2 separate regions of the Anas platyrhynchos genome follow, and region 2 is linked to region 1. A link is a contact called in public Hi-C data. All regions are on one chromosome and are shown on one strand. The core of a region is the stretch at or near the end of the contact, and the rest is flanking DNA. Distances in the headings are between cores, read along the strand shown. Region 1 holds the start of FHIP1A (FHF complex subunit HOOK interacting protein 1A). Region 2 overlaps SH3D19 (SH3 domain containing 19).

Region 1 (3,099 bases), core at 447-2,946:
ATTAGCAGGAGTTTGTGATAAGCCATCTTTACATTTCCATCTCTTCCATCTAACTGTGTGATAGAACAGCCTATCTAATGATTAAGAGATAGGGATATAAAGGGACAGCTATCTTGGCTTCCACCTAACTACCCCATGAAAAATAATTATGGAGTGTTTTTGAAATGCTTACAGCAGCAATAGAAAGAAATGAAATGGATTTTATCAGCATCTGTAACAGATCCTGTTGCAGAGGCTTACTCCTTAATGATCTACTTATGATGAAGGCATCTGTGCGCTGGCTGGCAACTCCCACGCTGCTGAGACTGAGCAATTTAAACAGAAGTATCCTCTCAATTTCTGCTAGAGTCCTCTAGACACTTTTACCAAATTCCCAAGCTGGCTTATGCTCTGCTGTTGTAGGCAGATGCTGAATGCCACCTACCTGTGAATCCAAGCGCTATGGCAGCACGCAGAAGCTGTTTCCTGAACAAATGGTAAAGAATATTGTATCTAACATAGAAATACATGTCTCCAACAGAGAAGTAAACTACCAGAGAGGTGGGCAACATTCATTCTGGATTCAGACTATGAGGATGTTTTGGTACCTCTGCTGAGCACTTCTACCACAGCATGTACAATTAAAGAATAATGTTGAACTAACAATTCATCTTGCAGTTCTGAAAATAATAAACAACAGGAGAAGAGGGAAGAACTATAATCTCTGGAATGGCTGCTTCCTCCCCCACCTCGCTCCAAAAACTTAGATTTAGTTTCAACATGTCAAGATATTTAAATTCTTCCAGTTATTCTAAGTGGAGGAACCTGACTCAAGTTAGTTTAATTTCTGACTGGATTTTTGGATGTTGGCTTTGTCCTGGGTTGGGAAATCTTAACTCCAGCATACCTAGGTGTGAGTTAGTTTGTGAGGACCTACGTAGTTAGCAACCTTAGTAAATTATTCTTTAATTACATAGTGCATTTGGAGAGAACACTTCCTGAGCTCACAGAGAATACCATTACACTTGGTAAATTATATTATATCTTTATGTAAATGAGCAGTTACTCTAATAGGCCAATGTCTTTTCCTATTTGGAGTCATTAGCAAAATCACAATCAGTACACTGACAGTCTAATTAATTCATTTGAAGCCTTAAAAAAAAAAAAAAAAAGGAAGACAGCAAACCATGCTTAACTATTCACCAACAGCAGTCTACCACAGTTAAAGGATAGAGAAATACAAGCTATAGCTAACATCATTGGGAAACTACCGTTAATTTCTAATTCTTAATTGTCCTGGGCTGGATTTAACAAGGCTGTTGGTATTTCTGGTTTGCTGCTGTTTCATGAAGGAGAAGTCAATGGCACGAAGCTGGGTGCCTTCTTTGATCTGTGGGTCAGCCTCTTCTCACAGATAACTAGCAATAGGACGAGAGGCAATGGCCTCAAGTTGTGCCAGGGGAAGTTTAGGTTAGAAATTAGGAGAAATTTAAGCAGGAGTAGTCAGGCATTGGCATGGGTTGCCCAGGGAGGTGGTAGAGTCACTGTCCCTGGGGGTGTTTAAGGAAAGGTTGGACTTGGTGCTTGGGGACATGGTTAGTGGGTGACATTGGTAGGGGATGGTTGAACCTGATGATCTGTGAGGGCTTTTTCAGTTTTTGTGACTTCAGGCTTCAGTTCCCCCTCCAACTCCTCACAGGGGCACAGGCCCTGCAGGCCTGAGGTGACTCACCGAGGAAAGAGCCCTTGGGAGGCAGCTGCTGGCAGAAACGCACCCCGAGGAGCACCAGCACTTGTGCAGGCAGGCAGGCAGTCGTGTGCTGCAGCACCAGCTAAGGGAAAAGAAGAAAAAAACACCAGAGGTGCGTGTATAACACTGCCATCTAGTGACGCGCATAACCGGGGCCACCTTCCCTCCGGGGGCACAGCCGTAGAGCCCCAGAGCCATGTGCTGTGCGTTGTTATTAGTATTTTACTGCCGTCCCGAGGCTGAAGGACCCTTCCCCAATGCCCCGAGCCATCCCCAGATCCCCGGGCCGCCTACAGGCGCCCTCCCCCGGGCGGAGGCAGGAGCGGGCGGCCGGCAGGGGGCAGCGCGGCCGGGCCTGGCGGAGCCGGGCAGGTGGCGGCTCCTCCCCGCCCCGCCGCCCTGACTCAGCCGCACGGCCCCGCTCTGACACCGGCCCGGCCCGGCCCTGCCGCCGTGTGGAGGGGGAGCCGCCGAGCCAGGTAGGGGCTGAGGGGGGCCGGTTGCGCTATGTAGGTCACGGGAAATCAGGCCGGCCCGGCATAATCCCCCTCCGCGGGCTGGGCGCAGGGAGGGGAGGGGAGGCTGGGCGCGACCTGGCTGCCAAGTGCCCTGACGGGAAGCCGGCCGGGACGGGGCGAGCGGCGAGGTGGGAGCCCGGGGAGGGCTCCTGGCTGCCCCGGGAGGGTTTTTTTTTTTTTTTTTTCCCCTCACAGGTGTGATAGCAGCGTGTTTCTCACTTGGCTTGTTGGCTCTCTGACCCTGTCCGTAGGTTGCCGGTTGGGGTTCGCACTTCTCCGTCAGCGCTCCGGTAATACCGACCTGTTTTTTTTTTTTTTTTTTTTTTTCTCTCAGGAAATTCCTCGCGTCAGTCACTTAGGAAAACTTACAAAGGCTCCTTTGGGTGTTCTGGGGCGCCACAGCAAAGCGAGGGGCTGAGTTTGCCTCGATGAAGTGCCTGCCGCCTGCCCTCAGGGCAGCGCTGGGCGGGCAGGGCGGCGTGAGGCGGTCCCGGGGCCCTGTGGGGACGGTGCGGGGACGGCCAGGGGGCTGTGAGCGGGGCCGAGCTGTGCTGCTGGGGCTCTGCCACATCAGGACCTGTGAACTCTGAAAACTGAGAAATGCTGAGGCAGGCTTGGCGGTGTTCAGAGGTAATATTTCGCTCTGATTTCCTCCTTCTCCTGCCCAGCGCCTGTGATTGGTCTTCTGATCATCCCAGAGGCAGATAAGAAGATAAATACCTCCAAATGAGTGTTATTTTTATACATTGTCATACTTTTTAAGCTGAAAAATACTGCAGAATCTGCCTCTGCATTTGCTGTCCTGATATTTTCCAGTGATCAGCGTGAAACTCTGACGCTGCTCCAGAGTCC
Region 2 (3,090 bases), core at 108-2,607, 68 kb before region 1:
CTTTTGAGTCTTTTGAAAAGAGCTGGGTTAGAATTCACAGTCTTTCAGGCAACTTTTTTAGGCAATATAGAGGAAACTATGAAGTTCATTCAAGGATCTGCTCAGAGATAGCCTCCTGCTGTGCGCACTGAGTGCTTCCACAAAAGAAACACTGCATAATAATATCTGTATATTTCCATTAGCAAATCTGTATGAAATACTGAACAGCTTTGTCACCGCACACTGCTTTAAAAGCAAGTTCCATTTCCCATTACAGATTGGAACCATAGCCTCAAATAGCCCAAACCTTGCGTGAAATGAAGCTTCAAATTTTTCTGATGATTTTTATTTATTGTCCCTTCCCGTAGCTGTCAGTAAACATGGTTTGGTGGGTAATAGTGGTGGCTGGGGCGCGCTGGGACCTGATATCTTTGAGGTCTTTTCCAACCTTAATGATTTTACGATCCTTTCAATTTTCCTTCATATTAACTGTTATCAATGGGTTTTAAAGTAATAATATTACTTTCTCCAACAAGCAAATGTGCTAATATTTAAAACTACAGCTTCCCTCAATGCTTTTCCAACACTAGGCTAGAAATTTCTACCACTAATACTATGAAGTAAGCAGACCATTAGACTGAGAAGTTACTCTTCTCCCTGAATAGCTGCCCGGGGATAAAAGTTATTCCTTACGGTCTCAGAGAGAGCCACAACTGTGAGCAAACACTCCTTCCCCTACCTGCTAAGTAATACACCAGCAGAGCTGACAGACTGCTTCTATGCAAGAGGCCACGCTTAGGGCCTTTGCAATAGTGAGGGTGCTGCATGCATGCAGAGATGCACTCTTCAGGTGGTGCTAAAATGATGAGGTAATCCTCAAGCCTAAACCAGCATAGTGTTAGGTTAGAGGTTGGACTCGATGATCTTGAGGTCTCTTCCAACCTAGAAAATTCTGTGATTCTGTGATAGTCTAATTTCATCCAAGATCTGATAACACTAGTTATGTAGAAGCAGAGTTTCAAACTACTGGGAAATTTTCACACATCCCTGAAATAACAGGCTTGAGGCTTTTCTCCTGAACATATTTCTTGGCACAAGGGGGAGGTCTTGCTCCTTTTCTTCTAGTTCTGTTTCCAGGCTCCTCAGAGAAATGTCAGGCTGCCTGACCTTAGAGCTACGCTGATTTAATGCTTGAATGTAGCTAAAAGAGATGCTGCCCAATTCCTCTTCAAAAGAGAGACTTTTGTTCCCTCTCTTGAACCAACATTAGCACTTATACGACCCCACAGTGAGTGAGTTCAGAATGGTAAATACATGTAAAACTAAGCACTTTCTGTACGGTTTTTGTCCATTTTATCTCCCTGCCCCTGCCCTTGGGCTCAGACCACTGGCAGCACAGGGGAAGGAGCGTGCCCCCCTAGCAGAGGTCTGTTCTCTGCCTCTCCTTCCTCGCTCCAGTTCTTCTTTGGACAACTTCAGTGAGGGAACTGGTCAAAAATTATCTGGGGCGGAGGTGGGGTGGAACATGATGGGGATTCCTCTCCCCACCCACAGTGAGATCAAATACCTTCCCACAGCTGACCAAACTGCTGGGCACCAGAGAGGCTGGCATTGTTGCTGAATAAAATCTGTGTTAAGTACATCCTTCGGGAAAGCCTGCAGTTTCACTCAAATTTGACAGCAGCGATTTATGAAGATACTTCACTCCTTCCCACACCTTTCCTCGGGCTGTATGTTCCTGCCTCTGCACCAGTCCCTGCATTATGCCAGCCCAAATGTTTGTGCAGATGGGGAGAGAATGAGGTCATGGAATTGATCTGGTTAGGAAAAAATGGGAGCCAACAGAACCTAGGAAGCCCCCAAGCAAAACAAAACAAAAATGAAAACAAACAAAACGCACAGCCAAAAGCGGCTGCAAACCTGCCAAATGACAAGCCACAGCCTCAAAGCGCGTACAAGCTGTTACACATCCTTCATTCAGCCACATATTTGCTTAGGACAGAATGAGGATGGAACAAGTTTACAGGTTCTTCCAATATTTTATGGCAGCAGACTTGCCTCTGCAGCCCCCCTCTTCTGGAAGAGTGGAGAAGCGAGCAAAAGCCCCATTCCCCTTTGTATCACTACTGCAACACTTAGCTTGCTCCTTTTTGTTTTCTTTGGCATGTGGCTGTCTCGGGTGTCCATGAAAATCATTCCCCTGATTTCATTGTGAGCTGGCTTTAGAGGTGTGTTCTCAGCTGAGATCATCATTAAAAACCCAGGGGTAACTCCTGAAGAGTTCAGATGAAAAATGACTCCTGAGAACATCTCATTTTCATGTGCTTGCTTTCTTCAAGCATCTTGGGCTCACTTTTCTGGATTCTACTGAGCTATTAAACAACGGAAGAAAAACGACACCATCTTCTTATATAGAGTTGCAGTCAGGGTGGCCAAAAGGAAAATAAGCCCTCTTCCTCTTTGGCCACAAGACAGGAAGAGACCTAGCAGTATAAAGTAAGTTTAAGCATTGTCCATAGGTTGGAAAGTTGAAACCCTGCAGATACCTGTTGTGTTTCTTGAAAATTAGATGCGAACAGCACACCAAAGCTCTGATTAAGAAAAAAATTTTCTAGCACTGTTGGGAAAAATGTTGCTCCAGAGAATACCATACTTTTTCCAGATTAATGGCAAGCAGAGTTAGGAATTATTCAGGGTCCATTTTTAACTTAGATCCATCTTCAGGTATGGCTACTGGCATATATACACACACACACACACACATATATAGCCATAGTTTCATATAGAACGCCATAATATGGGCATGGAGATTTTTTTCTAGCTTATCATCTGTAGAATTCACATACTATTCATATTTTATCATGGTTATTCACATATTAATATTATTAAGTATAATTATATTGCATATGTGTCAGGGCTTCTTTACTAGAATTTTTGAACTTTTTTTTTTTTTTTATCTAAGCCTCAAAAGAAGGTATCTCTTGCTACTGTAGTTTCAGAACCATACATCTATCAATTGCTTAATGATCTTTTACACAGTTTATCAGTTGGACGAGGGTCTGGAGCTTAGACAGTCTGAATCAATTCCTGACTCCATGACAAAGGCCCTCT

What was found. A called contact is a pair of places that touch in the nucleus more often than the background predicts.
Region 2: a contact with region 1 is called in a Hi-C map of subcutaneous adipose tissue, with 2.0 times the contacts expected there. The contact joins the enhancer-like site here to the promoter of FHIP1A in region 1. A contact is called at or near these places in 2 of 8 Hi-C or Micro-C datasets (skeletal muscle and subcutaneous adipose tissue).

The regions. Positions count from the first base shown.
Region 1 is chr4:35,903,262-35,906,360 of IASCAAS_PekinDuck_T2T, reverse strand. FHIP1A (FHF complex subunit HOOK interacting protein 1A) reads left to right here and starts at 1,696. Exons shown (of 14, transcript XM_013094940.5): 1 at 1,696-1,841. LOC106015444 (a long non-coding RNA gene) reads right to left here and starts at 2,613. Exons shown (of 4, transcript XR_005265232.2): 1 at 2,441-2,613; 2 at 1,712-1,811.
Region 2 is chr4:35,970,723-35,973,812 of IASCAAS_PekinDuck_T2T, reverse strand. All of the region lies in intron 2 of SH3D19 (SH3 domain containing 19), which reads right to left. Among named protein-coding and RNA genes, the nearest start is that of SH3D19, 41 kb to the right of the region's middle. Within about 2 kb of position 1,357, at least 2 of the 8 cell types and tissues checked have an H3K27ac peak or open chromatin away from gene starts, as enhancers often do. A contact at or near this core is called in subcutaneous adipose tissue, where this site is marked.